Regions from separate parts of the Sus scrofa genome. Here region 2 is linked to region 1. The links are chromatin contacts, called in public HiChIP or PLAC-seq maps. All regions are on one chromosome and are shown on one strand. The core of a region is the stretch at or near the end of the contact, and the rest is flanking DNA. Distances in the headings are between cores, read along the strand shown.

Evidence for each region. HiChIP or PLAC-seq counts read pairs in DNA pulled down with a chosen protein or histone mark.
Region 2: an H3K27ac HiChIP or PLAC-seq map of skeletal muscle shows a contact between it and region 1. The contact joins two enhancer-like sites. A contact is called at or near these places in 1 of 5 promoter capture datasets (liver), 24 of 47 Hi-C or Micro-C datasets (alveolar macrophages, blood, embryonic fibroblasts and 11 more) and 2 of 2 datasets of contacts at active chromatin or transcription factors (alveolar macrophages and skeletal muscle).

What each region holds. Positions count from the first base shown.
Region 1 is chr15:25,295,715-25,302,042 of Sscrofa11.1, forward strand. No RefSeq gene overlaps it. Among named protein-coding and RNA genes, the nearest start is that of BIN1, 30 kb to the right of the region's middle. Within about 2 kb of position 2,042, at least 5 of the 83 cell types and tissues checked have an H3K27ac peak or open chromatin away from gene starts, as enhancers often do. A contact at or near this core is called in skeletal muscle, where this site is marked.
Region 2 is chr15:25,359,457-25,366,826 of Sscrofa11.1, forward strand. BIN1 (bridging integrator 1) reads left to right here. Exons shown (of 14, transcript NM_001097440.1): 5 at 431-526; 6 at 1,471-1,578; 7 at 6,303-6,388; 8 at 6,537-6,612. Among named protein-coding and RNA genes, the nearest start is that of BIN1, 34 kb to the left of the region's middle. Within about 2 kb of position 1,970, at least 27 of the 83 cell types and tissues checked have an H3K27ac peak or open chromatin away from gene starts, as enhancers often do. A contact at or near this core is called in skeletal muscle, where this site is marked.

The DNA of each region.
Region 1 (6,328 bases), core at 792-3,291:
CAGTCCTAGTTTGACCTCATAGGGTCAAATACTCTCTTACCTGATACGACGGAGGAGCTAGTGATGTAAGCCTGACATCTACTAGACAAACAACAAGGAAGAAGGTGGTCTTTCCTCCTCACCACTTTCCTTGGATTATAAAAATGTAGCCCACCCAATCCCCAATCAGACCTACAGCTGCTGGCCTACACCAGAGCCATAGCAACACCAGATCTAAGCCACAACTGTGACCTACACCACAACTCACGGCAACGCTGGATCCATGAGCGAGGCCAGGGATTGAACCCTCAACCTCATGGTTCCTAGTTGGATTCGTTTCCATTGCGCCACGACAGGAACTCCACATCCTATCTTAATAAGTCTATTTCTTGCCTATCATTTTGTCTCTTGCTGAATTCCTTCTGCACTGAGAAACAAAGAACCCGAGCTTCATAAAGTCCAGACACCAGTTGAGTAATTCTAATTTAAAAACTGTGGGTTCAAGTCCCAATCTGGGTTTAGGCTGCATTTGGGTCAGAGGTGTTTTGGTTTCACATCCAGATAAGACTTTTATGAGAATGTTCAGAGCAGCATTATTCATAATAGCTACAAAGCAGAAACTGAAACCAAGCAGGGCGTATGGGCTCCTGGGCACAAAAGCCTTTCTGTGTCCCCCATTTCTTGTCTATAGGAAATAAACTTCATTCAGCCTCCATGACCTTCCCTGGGTGCCAAAGGGCAGGTTCAAACAGTTGCTGATCAGGGAAGGGAGGGGATGCCGAGACTGGGGTGGGGGAGACAAGAAAGAGTAGTGTAGCCTTGGAGCGGGGTCCTGGTTCCCCCTCAGGGGATATACATAACAATACCTTTGACTTTTCTGCAGAACTAAAACACCCAGCAAGCAGAAGATATTAACCACTTGATGAAGCATTCTTCATTGAGAAAGAAAGTCACAGTCTATAGAGACCACCAGAACTCGCCCCAGGACTGCCTGACACCACCTCTGAAGAAGAATGCAAGCTTGCATCTACCCTGATCCTTATCTGTGGTCCTATTTACCACTCCCAAACTATAAGACCACCTCCTATTCTCTCCCAAAGGATGGCACAGTCTTTAAGGTGCTAGCCTGCTGTGGACTGCTTTGCCTGGCACAGCAGTGAAAGCTACTCATTTCTCCTTTGCAAAACCCTGTCTCTGTGTTTCTATGAAGGAGCAGTAGGTAGAGGCTGAGTTTTGGCAACAAAACAACCCAAATATCCATCAATGGATGAATGGATAAAGCAAAAGTGGTATATTCATACAATGGAATATCATCAGCATACGAATGTACTGATTCATGCTACAACATGGATGAACCTTGAAAACATTCTCAGTGAAAGAAGTCAGTCACAAAAGGAAATGCATTGTATGATTCCATTTGTATGAAATGTCTAGAATAGTCAAACCTATAGAGACAGAAAATAATTCAGGGCTAATGGGATGGGACAGCTGGTGGGATAATAAATTGAAAGGTGAGAGGTTGCTTTCGGGAATGATGACAATGTTCTAAAATTGATGGTGGTGATGGTTGCACAATCAATAAAAACTACCCTGTAAATTATATGGGATATATATCTTAACGAAGCTGTCAAAAATGCATATGAATGTTTTAGGAGAAAACCTGCCACTCCGGGGCACCTCCCTTATGGAGTGCTCTGTCACCCTGTAATTCCTAGAGCTTTCAGCAGAGACATTTGAGAATCTTTGTGGGTCTGGAGCCCAGGCTAGAAGAGCAAAGAGTACAGGATTAAGTTTGGTGTGATGAGATTAACTGGTCGTGTTGATCCGCCAGGGGCAGGGGTCTCTCCAAGCTGTCAGGCTGCATCAGATCCATGCTGGAGGCTCTGCAAGCCTTGCCTATGGGATGCGCTTTTCACACAGGCACTGGCAGGAGAGGCCTCCTGGAGCCCCTTGACTCTCATCCCTACTGCAGCGGGTGTCAAGTTCAGTCTGCTAAGCCCACAGGCCGAGCGGGCAGCACAGCTGAGGCCCAGCTCATCTTTCCCCCGGACGGACGTGCAGTGCAGAGATCCGGAGCCCTTTCTGAGCTGTGGCAGGCAGCTAAGAATAGCGAGAGTACAGTATGTGTACCTCTGAAGAGCTGGCCATGGAGCCAGGAGCATTTACAGCCCTTTCTGGAATAAAGAGCTTGTCAGCCCACATGGTTGCTTTGAGAGCACACTGTGGCCTCTCCTTTCAAACTCTGGCCCTAAACTCGCCTCCTCTGGGAAGCATATCTTGATTTACCAGACTTCTCTGATGGAATTTCTCCAATGACTGACCTGGATTTGGCTGACAAATAGATCATGGGTAGGTGATATCTGTAGGCTTTGGGCAAGGACTTGGCCAGAGCATTTCCTTGGGCTCCTACTTATCTTGCTTTTGGATAAACTGATGTATAACATGAGTATTTGTTATAACTCTTTGATTGTAAGTGACAGAAAAGCAGCTCAGACTTGGGTAGTGCTGGGAGGATGGGACCAGATGCTCAGTGCTGCTGGGGGAGGGTCAGTCCTTGACCGAAGAGGTGCCTTTTTAGAGGTATGGGAGCGATGTCCCATATGTGATGGTGCTGGAGCCGCCCGGGATGCTAAACTTGGGGACAGCTGACAGAGGTGGACAGTTTGCCTGCTCAATGCCCACCCCCTTTCCACAAACTACTGGGAGCACCCTGCTCCTGGGAGCACCCTGCTCCTGCTCTCAGCTCCCTAGCCAGGAGTGGGACATGTGACAGCCTAGCTGGGAGCAGACAACCTGACGGTTCCTGGGAGTGTCCTGAGGGCCTGGGTGGGTATGAACTCACTTCTGGGCCCCCACAGCAGTGGTTCCCAGGCCTGGATGGCCCCTTCCTAGAGGTTCTGAATCTGCAAACCTGGGGCTGGTCTGGCATCTAGATTTTAATTTTATTTTTATTTATTTATCTTTTTTTTTTTTTTTTTTTTTTTTTTTTTTTGCCTTTTTAGGGCCACAGCCATAGCATACAGACGTTCCCAAGCTAGAAGCTGAATCGGAGTGGCCTATGCCACAGCCACAGCAACTTGGGATCCGAGCTGCTCTGTGAACTATACCACAGCTCATGGCAACACTGGATCCTTAACCCATTGAGCAAGGCCAGGGATTGAACCTGCGTCCTCATGGATACTAGTTGGGTTTGTTATTGCTAAGCCACGAAGGGAACTCCTGGCATCTAGTTTTTTAATAAGCTCCCTATTAGCTTTGGGGATCATGTTTGTATACAGTAGGTGCTGTATAGCTGCTGGTGTCCTGGGAAGGGCGGGAGTCATTTTCCGGCTGTGGTTACACTAGCTGGCTTGCAGTTGCCCATGGAAAGAGAGCAGCCCAGACCTTGTGTGGCGGACATGGCCACTTCCTGCTGCTGATCCACATCCTCCCTGGTGGTGAGGTGGCCCTGCTGATGGGAACTAGGCCTCCCGTCCCAGGAGGTATCAGAGCTCCAGGGTGTGGGACACTTGAGAAGATGGCCAGCTTGAAATGGGCTCCTCTGATCAGTTCCAATCAGGCCACCTCAGGATGACTCAGAATGTCAGGCCTTCTAAAATTAATCTGTGGCCGCATCTAAAATCAGCACCTTGTTTAGAGTCAACAGCCCCTCCTGGATCCACAGACGTTTTGGGAATGAAACCCTGGACTGGGTCTATCTTTCGGCCCCTTAGACATTTGTCTGACTTTAGACTTGCCAGCAGACAGTTTTCCTTCTGCTTTTCCTTTTCTTTTTCTTTTAAAATTCTCTCCCTTTTAACTGCAAGCAACGGCTATTTTTATGACCAGGGGTTTCATTTCTCAAAAAGCAGATGACAGGAGGCTGATATTTTAGTACCATGTTCTTAGTTCTTATTTATGGAATTTAGGTGCAAATTTAATCCAAGATATTCAGAGCTCTTTCTTTTTTTTTTTTAGGATTTTTTTTTCTGATTAAAAGGGTTGACTATAATTATTGTAAAAGTTTTAGATAATACTGAAAGTTCTAAAGAAAGAAGCAATAATTACTGGAAATCCCTCCCCCAGAGAGAAATACTTGTTGGCTTCTTGGTGCATTTACTCCTAATATATTTTTTTAACAAATTCCTAAATCCCACAGATTAAACAGATTAAAGTATATGATCTGCACATCTGGGAATAAATGTAAAGCCCAGGAAAGTCTTTAGATTCTTTGTGCAAGGCAGTCTCCTGGAGGGAGTGGATTTTTAGAGTTTTTACATCAATGTTATTTTAATTGCCTTTCACTCTCATAATTTTTTTTTTTTTCATCTTTTCATGGCTGCATTGTGGCATATGGAGGTTACTAGGCTACGGGTCAAATCGGAGCTGTAGCCACTGGCCTACATCACAGCCACAGCAACGTGGGATCCGAGCCACATCTGTGATCTACACCATAGCTCACAGCAACGTGGGATCCTTAACCCACTGAGCAAGGCCAGGGATCAAACCTGTGTCCTCATGGATACGAGTCGGGTTTGTTTCCGCTGAGCCACGATGGGAATTCCCACTCTCGTAAACTGTTGATTGGATTATAAATGAAAAAATTCTGGAAGGCAAACTGGATTTATGTATGAAAAACCAAATCTGACTACCTTTTGATGCAGCAAGCACAATTATAGGAATTTATTTTAGAGCAGAGCTTTCCAAACTTCCTCATTTCTTGGTGTTTTTGGTGTCTCAGAAAGTTTTTCACAGCCCCTCCTAGGCCAAAAGAAACACCCAAGAGTTCCATTTAGTAAGCAGTTTGGTCCACACAGCTGAAGTAGTTATTTCAAAAGGTAATAGACATATTTTGAAATTTTTTTTTAAAATTTCAGACTTAAGTAACATCAGACAGCCACATTGATAACATGAAGAAGGCAAGAGAATAATGTCTTCAAAATTCTGGGGGAAAACGATTTGCTGCCAGAAATATGGTGCCTTGTTTGGTTCGTCCTGGTTCTCCAGAACCTGAGTCAGGGTTTGGCCAGATTAGATGCTCTGTATTGAATACATGAATGAGTGAGAAAATGGAAGGATGAACACATTTACAGGACCTGCCTGTTTCTCCAAAGTCCTTGGAGGAAAGGGGATCACTAAAACCAATCCTCGGAAATGTGGGCCTGCATCATAGGCCAGGGGAGGGCTGCAGGGGAGAGGATGTGCTGATGCCTCCAATGATTTGTCCTATTAGACCAGGGAGCCCCAGGGAACCCAGGGCAAAGGGACAGGAAACAAATGGCCCTTTTCGGTCAAAGCCTGTTTGGAGGAGGGTAAGACCTAAGAGCCACAGGGGACTGTGGATATGGACCAAAGACCTGGTTTCAGTTAAATCATCTGCATAACAGGAATAATAATAATACCTATCTTATAGTGAGAATTTAAGGAGATTTGCAGCATCCTGGCATACAGTTAGCACTCCATAAATATTAGCTATTAATACTAGCAGTTACTCACGGAACAGCTTTCTCGACTCTAAAAGGAGGGAACATCTAGCTGGCAGCAAGGATGGGAGCCGCCTGAGGGCATTTTCCAGGCTCACTGCGCCCTGTGGCAGGGCAGGTACATCAGTCCACAGTGGGAAGCCCTGGCATGGTCCTCTTTTGCTTTTTCCCTTCCATCCCAGTCTCCCTTCTTCCTTTCTCTCCTGCCCCTCCTGCTTTCCACACCAAAGAGAAACAGGAAGTGAAAGCAATAAAAGCAGAAGAAACACAGGAGCTTTCCTGTAAATTAGGGATATCGCTGGGGTCCCTTGGTCAGGATCTGGGATTCGGGCTCCTGGAATGCAGCTATGAGGCCTTCCTGTGAGTTCTGTGTGGAATTCCCTAGAGAGTTCTTGTCAGATTCTGGTCCTGTCCAGCCTGGCTCATTGGGGATCAGAGGACTCTGATCGTCCCTCTCCCTCTAGCACCCTAGTCTGCTCACTCCTGGGAACCTCACTGGTCCAGGGACTCCTTGGCGGTGGGAGGGTGTTTGGGGGCTAAGGGATGGTAGCAGGGAAAGCTGGTCACCGTGGCTTCCACATAGCCTGGAGTTGGCTCTATTTTGTGACATCCTCCTGGTTCTAGGCTCAACCAAGCGAATTCCTTCAGGGAATGCTTGAAACGGAAAAAGGGTCCATTTATACTGGGCAGAAAAAGTGCTATGAAATGGGCAGGTCCTGTAAATGTGATCATTCCTCCATTTGCTCTTTCATTCATGTATTCAATACAGAGCATCTAATCTGGCCAAACCTTTACTCAGGTGCTAGATAACCAGGGCAGACCAGAAAAAGTGCTGAATCATAATCACCATCACACAGCAGCTGTTCATCCAGCACTACAGTGAACCA
Region 2 (7,370 bases), core at 720-3,219, 64 kb after region 1:
GTCTTGGCTGGTCCCTGAGAGCCCTCCTGACCTCCGTGGGCAGCCTCTCACCTGCCGGGCCTTCTGGAACCAGCTCTTCTAGTTCTCAGGGCAGACCCCCTCCCCCTCTGGGGGTCCTTTTCTCCTCTGATATGGCTGCAGGCAGAGGCGGGTTTCCCATGATATCCCAAGGCATCTCTGCCTCTACCTCATGTCTCCTGACTCTGGAAGCCTCCCTCCCAGCCCCACCAGCCTGGGCTTATCAGCCCCACAGTCACTTTGTGCTCAGGCAGGAGTCCCACTCCGCATTTTGTAGACGAGGGAGTGGAGACTCTGAGGAGCTGCAAGTGGTGCAGTGATCGGGAGTGCTGACCCTGGTCCCTGGGGAATGAGGGTGGGGTGGCCCAGGGCCAGGCACTGTGTCCACCCCCTGCTTGCTCTTGCCCTGTAGAACAATGACCTGCTCTGGATGGATTACCACCAAAAGCTGGTGGACCAGGCGCTGCTGACCATGGACACGTACCTGGGCCAGTTCCCGGACATCAAGGTGAGAGGCGCTCTGTGGATCTGCCCTGCTCCAGGCTGGAGAGCGAGAGAGGCCTGGGGGTGGGGTGGGGGGCTGAAAGCGGGCATCCCCCTTGCTGGGCATTTCGTCCCTCTAGGGATGCTCCCCCTGAGGCTGCCCTCTTGCCCCCTCACCCAGGCCACTGAGCCAGAAGCCCTGTAACTTTAGGTCTCTGGCTGTGGAGAGAGACCTCATAGGGCTGTGTCTCAGAAAGCGACTGTAGGGTTGTCTAAGCAGAATTAGGGGGGTAGGAGGCCTGGGTGTGTGTGCTTAGAAGGGATGGTGCACCCAGTGGCGCCGCCTCTTACCTGTGTATTCGTGTGATTGCACTGCTCAAAAGCTGACTGCCTTTGCTGGCCCAGGTGAGGCAGGAGGTACCAGTGTGCCAGAACCTCCCTGAGGCCGGTGGGACCCCAGGTGCCTTGGGCAATGCAAGCAGGGTTGTCTGGGGCTCAAGTGGTGGCCATAGTGCTGACCCAACCCTCTAGGGGCATGGCCCATGCTGGCCCCCTTGGCCACCAGGTCAGACGCCTCAGGCTCCTGAAGGTGCCCTGTGGGGAGTAGACGGAGGCTGGTGGCAGTGGCTCAGGGGGATTCAGGCCTGAGGCCCATGAGGGTCTTTCAGCAGCTGAAGGTCTGGGAGGAGGCTCACTGGCATGGCTGGCAGGACCTGACAAAACTGGGTACTGTCACAAGGGTCTGCGTATAAGAAAGGGCAGCAGAGGGCATGGGCTGCCCTGCAGGTGACAGTGATGGTGCCTCAGGCATGTGTCAGAGTGCCTGGTGCAGCCTGGGGTCTGCGGCCCTGAACCCCTGGTTCATCCAGATCCCCACGCCCACCACCCATTTTCCCTAGGGCAGCAGCTCAACATGGGGTGAGGGTTGGGGTCCAGGCCCTGTTCAGCCCCTTCCTTCTCTGTCCCTAGTCACGCATTGCCAAGCGTGGGCGGAAGCTGGTGGACTATGACAGTGCCCGGCACCATTATGAGTCCCTCCAGACTGCCAAAAAGAAGGATGAAGCCAAAATAGCTAAGGTAAGGCTGGGGATACTGGGGGTGGGGTTTGGGGGGCTTCAGGGCATCCCAGCAGCAGGGGCTGAGGGTGCCCAAGCCCCAGGGCCTTCCCCCTGCACTGTGTACCCTGGCCGGCTGGCAGGATGCTCAACCCCCTTCATGGAAGGGCTTACAGCTGGTGACTAGTTCCTGGTCCTAGAGCTGGGTAGGGGGTGGTGCTGGGCCCTGGGGCCCCAGCCCAGCCCGTCCTGTGGTGCCGCCTGGCCCCAGGTCCCTCCAAGTCCCTCTGCCTGTTCTCAGGCTGCTGTCCAGAATGAGAACAGGCCTGGCTTGGGTTTCACCAGCCCGGCTACCCCCCTCCTACAGCTGGCGTGCACTGAGTGGAATTCTGTCATGGGATCTGATGTGGCCCATCTCAGCTGGAACAAGCGTGGGTGGCAGGGGTGGGATCTGAGGGCGGGCCCCTAACTGGAGGGGCAGGACCCAGTTTGCTGAGCCCCTCTGCTAACAATTCTTACACTTTGCTTTGCAGTTTGGAGTTCACCCCTTTCCAGCCCTGCTGAGGGCCCCCTAATTCTCACAGCCTGGGGGCCTTTATCTGTTGGGAGCGCCCCCTAATTCTTGCAGCCTGGGGGGAGCCTTTATCTGCTGGGGGGACCTGCGTGGCAGCTGTCACTGCACTGGAGACGTGTGGGCGTGGTGTTTAATGTCTCTGTCTGTTTCTCTCTTCCCATCTCCCTCCTGTTTCTCTACTCTCCTTGGCCTTAACCCCCGCCCCTCCCCCAGCCTGTCTCGCTGCTTGAGAAGGCCGCCCCCCAGTGGTGCCAAGGCAAACTGCAGGCTCATCTGGTAGCTCAAACTAACCTGCTCCGAAATCAGGTGACACTGGCTTCTAACCTTGCATGTGCTGGCGCCTTCTGGTCTGCTGTCCTGTCCTTGGTGCCAGGCACCCATCTACCTGACCACCCGGGTGGGGGAGGACTCGTCCCCTTTCTGAATTGGGAGGCAGGGCTGTTTACAGAAGTCCCCGTGGGGACAGCTCCTGTGAAGAGAGGTGCGGGTCAGTAGAGGTGGTGGGGATGCGAGGGGTTGTTGCTGGCGGGCCTGTGCAGTGTGTAGGGCTCTGTAGTACAGGAGCCTCGGAGCTTCTGTCCTCAGTGAGGGCTCCTGCAGTGAGGGCAGTGGTGTCCTTCATGACTCACGGGAGCTGTGAGGTCATCCTGAGCTTCCTGAGGACACAACTGCCCAGAGAGGCCAGGTCTCCTGCCCAAGGTCCCAGGGGTGCTTCCTGGATGAGCTGAGCTCCCTGACTCAAGCCCCCACTCGTTATCCTAGCTCTCTGCCCAGGGCTTCACATGGAAGTCCTGCCACCCTGGCCAGACCTGAGGTGACCCTAGGCCCTCTAGGTCCCATGGTGTCCCTGGTAGGGACACTGGGAAGGCTTCAGTCTGGCTGGGATGCTGAGTCCTGGGGCCTGGAGGACTGGTTCTTGGGAGTTTCACGGAGGGCAAACAGTCCACATCACAGTGGGCTTCCTGGAGGAGGCTCCTTGCACAGGCTCCTGAGTGATGCTACCACCCTGCCAATACTTTGCTCTTCTCAGCCCCCAGCTCTGGGGATGGATGCATCCTGGGTGAGCACAGTGTGGCCAGGGACTGAGATGCAGTGCCTTGGGAAGAGTGGCCTTGTGGCTCTCAATCCAGCGAAAGCACATGACTGTAGCACCCCATCCTGGTCCTGGGTTGGGGGCAGGCACGGAGGCCTTCCTCAGCAGGCTGGTTTCTCTCTGGGCAGCTGTGCCATTTTTTCTGGGCCACCTTCTGATTCTCGCCCACTGGTATTTTATGACTATGATATGGAGCTCTGGGTTCGTGGCCCAATTTCTTACCTGACCTGCTGCCTGGCTGTTTTTTTTTTTTTTTTTTTTTTTTTTTTCTATTTTTTTTTTTAGGGCTGCACCCATGGCATATGGAGGTTCCCCGCTGTGGGCTGAATTGGAGCTCTAGCCACTGGCCTACGTCACAGCCACAGCAACACCAGATCTGAGCCGCGTCTTTGACCTACATCATAGCTCACAGCAGTGCCAGATCCTTAACCCACTGAGCAAGGCCAGGGATTGAACCCATGTCCTCGTGGATCCTAGTTGGGTTTGTTAACCACTGAGCCACGAAGAGAACTCCTGCCTGCTTGCTTTTAGGCCAAAGCTGTGGACTGATGTTGGAGGCCCTGAGCCATGACCAGCCTCACCTGTCCAAGGTCAGGAAGGTGGCCTGGGGAGTCTTAGACCGGCTGTGTCCTCTTCTGCTTCAGGAGGAAGGCCTGTCCTGCTTGTGGAGCTCAGGACTTCTGGCTGGAGGGGGAATGGGCCCCTGACCCAGAGCCAGGATTTCTGCATAGTTTTTCCTCAAGCGGGTTTGGCAAGAGGCCAGATGAACATTTTTTCTGGTGGGAGAAGCCCCTGGGAGACTGTGGGGCCTGGGGTGGTGGCTGTGGCTGCTTTGGGCTCCTGGAATGGGTGTGTCTGGGGAATCCCGCTGGGAGGGCCCCACAGCCCCTCCTGGGGTTGAAGGGGAGGCCAAGGCATAGGGTCTGCTGGCTGGATATTGGACGATAAATGTCCCACACTCAGCCAGACTGACCTTCCCACCTGGAACTGGTTTTTATTGAGCCTGTCCTCCTTCTGCAGGTTAGGCAGTCTTCAGGAAGCTGGCTGGCAGGAAGCTGGGCACTTGGGGTCCTGGGGCTGCCCTGCTGGCCAACGTGACTTTGGGGAGACTGTGCCGCCTCCTGGGGCTATGGGTTCCCGAGTCGGCCGGCCCCAGGTGTCCCCCCAGGCCGCTTCCGATCTGCTCTCCATGGGAGCTGCAGTCCCCCTAACCTGCCTCCCTCCACTTCTGCTCCCCCAGGTGTTTCTGAAAGAGCCAGAATAGGAGAAATGTGACTCAGAGGGAATAAAAGACATAGGCCCTGACTTCTAGGAACTTTAAAATGATGCTGTCCTTTGCAGTATCACTGGGATGTGTGAGCAGATCTTGGCACGCAGCTCCGAGCTGCTGTGCCATCCTCATCATCTTGGCCACGGTGTCCAACTGGGGAGTTAGGGCCAGCCTTGTGAGGTGGCTTCTGCAGGTACAGGAGCCAGGGTGGTCAAGGTGGTCCCCAAGGACCTGGGACTTGAACTGGCTGATCGGCACTTGGGCAGGAGGCACGCATCACACATGGCCATGCGAGGAGCTCTGGGCTGGAAGTGTGAGGGTCACTTTTGTGGTGGGTGGTAGCCCCCCTTCAGGCACTGGGGTTCTCAGAGGACTAAGGCAGGGCTGGTCTGGCCCATGGTCTGCAGGATGCTCTCAATCTGATCTATTCCAGGGGTGGCCCGAGGCATGCATGCCTAGAGGCATTTCTTTTATTTCCTATTCTCCTATTTTTAAGAAGATTCTTTTTTTTTTTTTTTGTCTTTTTTGTCCTTTTAGGGCCACACCCATGGCATATGGATGTTCCCAGCCTAGGGGTCTAATCGGAGCTGTAGCTGCCAGAGCCACAGCAACGCCAGATTCGAGCCTCGTCTGCGACCTACACCATAGCTCATGGCAATGCCAGATCCTTAACCCACTGAGCAAGGCCAGAGATCGAACCCCCAACCTCATGGTTCCTAGTCGGATTCATTAAGCACTGAGCCACGAAGAGAACTCCAAGAAGATTCTTAATATTTAGGCAGGGTGCTTGTGTTCACTCTAGCAACCTGGAGGTAATGTAGTCAGGAGCCACAGTGGCCCCCTCCTCCAGCACTCCCCCCAACTCACCACAGCGGGGATAGAGCCTGAGTAGGGCTGAATCTGGGGCCGAAGCTGGACGGACAGCTGGGTGTGATCTGGCAGTTTGCTGTTCTGGCCAGTTGGCCTGAAAACGTGAGGCTGTGGAGAGAGCTTCTCTCACGGGTGGGGCAGCCACGTTCCTGGGCTGTGACTCAGCCCCTGAATCCAAGTCACCCTGAGTCACTGTTTCCAGCAGCACCCTCCAGAATGAGCTAGCAGAGCTCTTCCTGGGGCCGGGGGCTGTGACTCACCCCCACCCTGGCCTTAGCTCCTGGAGCTCCCTACTTTCTCCAGCTCTGAGGTGGGGCCTTAGCGCCACCTCCTGGTTGCTGTGCCCTGGGGAAGGCACCTGGGCAGGCATGTAGGCAGCACCTGTGCCCTCTTCCCAACTTCTCTCTGCCCATCCTGCATGTGCCAGACCTGCTGCCTCCAGCCTCAGTCTGGTGGGGACAGGTCATAGGGACAAAGGGTCAGGGAGGGAAGAAGGACCCCAGGAAGGTGAGGTCAGGCCAGTGGGTGAGGCAGATTAGGAGTGGCCTTGGGAAAGGGGGAGGGAAGTGTCAAGGGGCAGAGAGCGGGGCTGACAGGCCGAGGGGGTCACATTTGGCTGGATCTAGGGTCTGCCCCTTGTCTCGTGCCTTCTAGTGTCCTGTCCTCCCTCCCGCCTTCCTGGCCCACCTGTACCAGATGGGGCCCCCTTGCCATGGCTTCTCTGCCCCTCTTCCTGGAATGACCCCTGTGGGCCTGGCTGCAGGGACCCAAGGGGCTGTAGGGGCAGGTCCGCCTGGGCATCCACGTCCAGTTCAGCCTCTGTCTTGCCCAAATTCCTGGTCCCAGTGTGCTGGGGGGAGCAGGTCTCAGGGGTCTGGTCTAGCTGGGCTGGCTGGGACAGAGGCCTGGCAGAGGGGAATGACCTGTCCTGCCCTCCAGGCCGAGGAAGAGCTCATCAAAGCCCAGAAGGTGTTTGAGGAGATGAATGTGGACCTGCAGGAGGAGCTGCCGTCCCTGTGGAACAGGTGAGTTGCATGCAGGCTGCGCCTGCGTGGTGGGGCTGCACCCTCCTGGGCTGGGTGGGGGGTTGGGGGTCAGAGGTGCTGTGCCCTGCTGGGCTGGTGGCTCCCCTGGGCTGGCCTGCAGCTCACTTGCCCTCCGTCCCTCCCACAGCCGGGTGGGTTTCTATGTCAACACTTTCCAGAGCATCGCGGGCTTGGAGGAGAACTTCCACAAGGAAATGAGTAAGGTAGGCCCCAGGTGCCCCACCTGTGGGGCGGGGTCAGAGGTACGGTGGGCCCAGCATCCTCCCCTGCGGGAGGTGGACACGCTGTGACCATGGCCCCCTCTGGTCCCTCCAGTAGCAGTGTCAGGGCCCCATGGGAGTGTTAGCCACCGGGGTGCAGCCCGGCCCTCTCCCTGCTCCAGTTCTGTTCTCCCACCTGAGCATAGCCAGCTCCCCTCAAACTGTAAACATTTGCAGGCCGCCTTGGCCCAGGGAGCTGGCAGAAAATGGTGGCAGTTTCCCAATTTGTAGGCAGAGAAGATGTAAATTACCAGAATTTTCCCAAGTGAAAAAAAAAATTTTTTTTTTCATGTTTCTTAAGACATTCAAACAGGTCTGCTTTATCTACCAGAATCTGGTGTGAGGAGGATCTGGTTAGCTTAAATTCCTATGCCATGTTGTTTTCTTTCTTTTTTTCAGGACCTCACCTGTGGCACAAGGAGGTTCCCAGGCTACAGGCTCAATGGGAGCTATTGCCTCTGGCCTATACCACAGCCACAGCAACACCAGATCTGAGCCACGTCTGCAGTCTACACCACAGCTCATGGCAACATCGGGTCCTTGATGCTAGATCCTTAAGACGATGGGTACTAGTCAGATTTGTTTCTGCTGAGCCACGACGGGAACACCTATTATTTTCATTTTGATTTAACTGACAGTTAAACTGCAAAGCTGAGGTGGAGGAACCCACCTATGTGAAGGGAAGATCTGACTCTGAATCC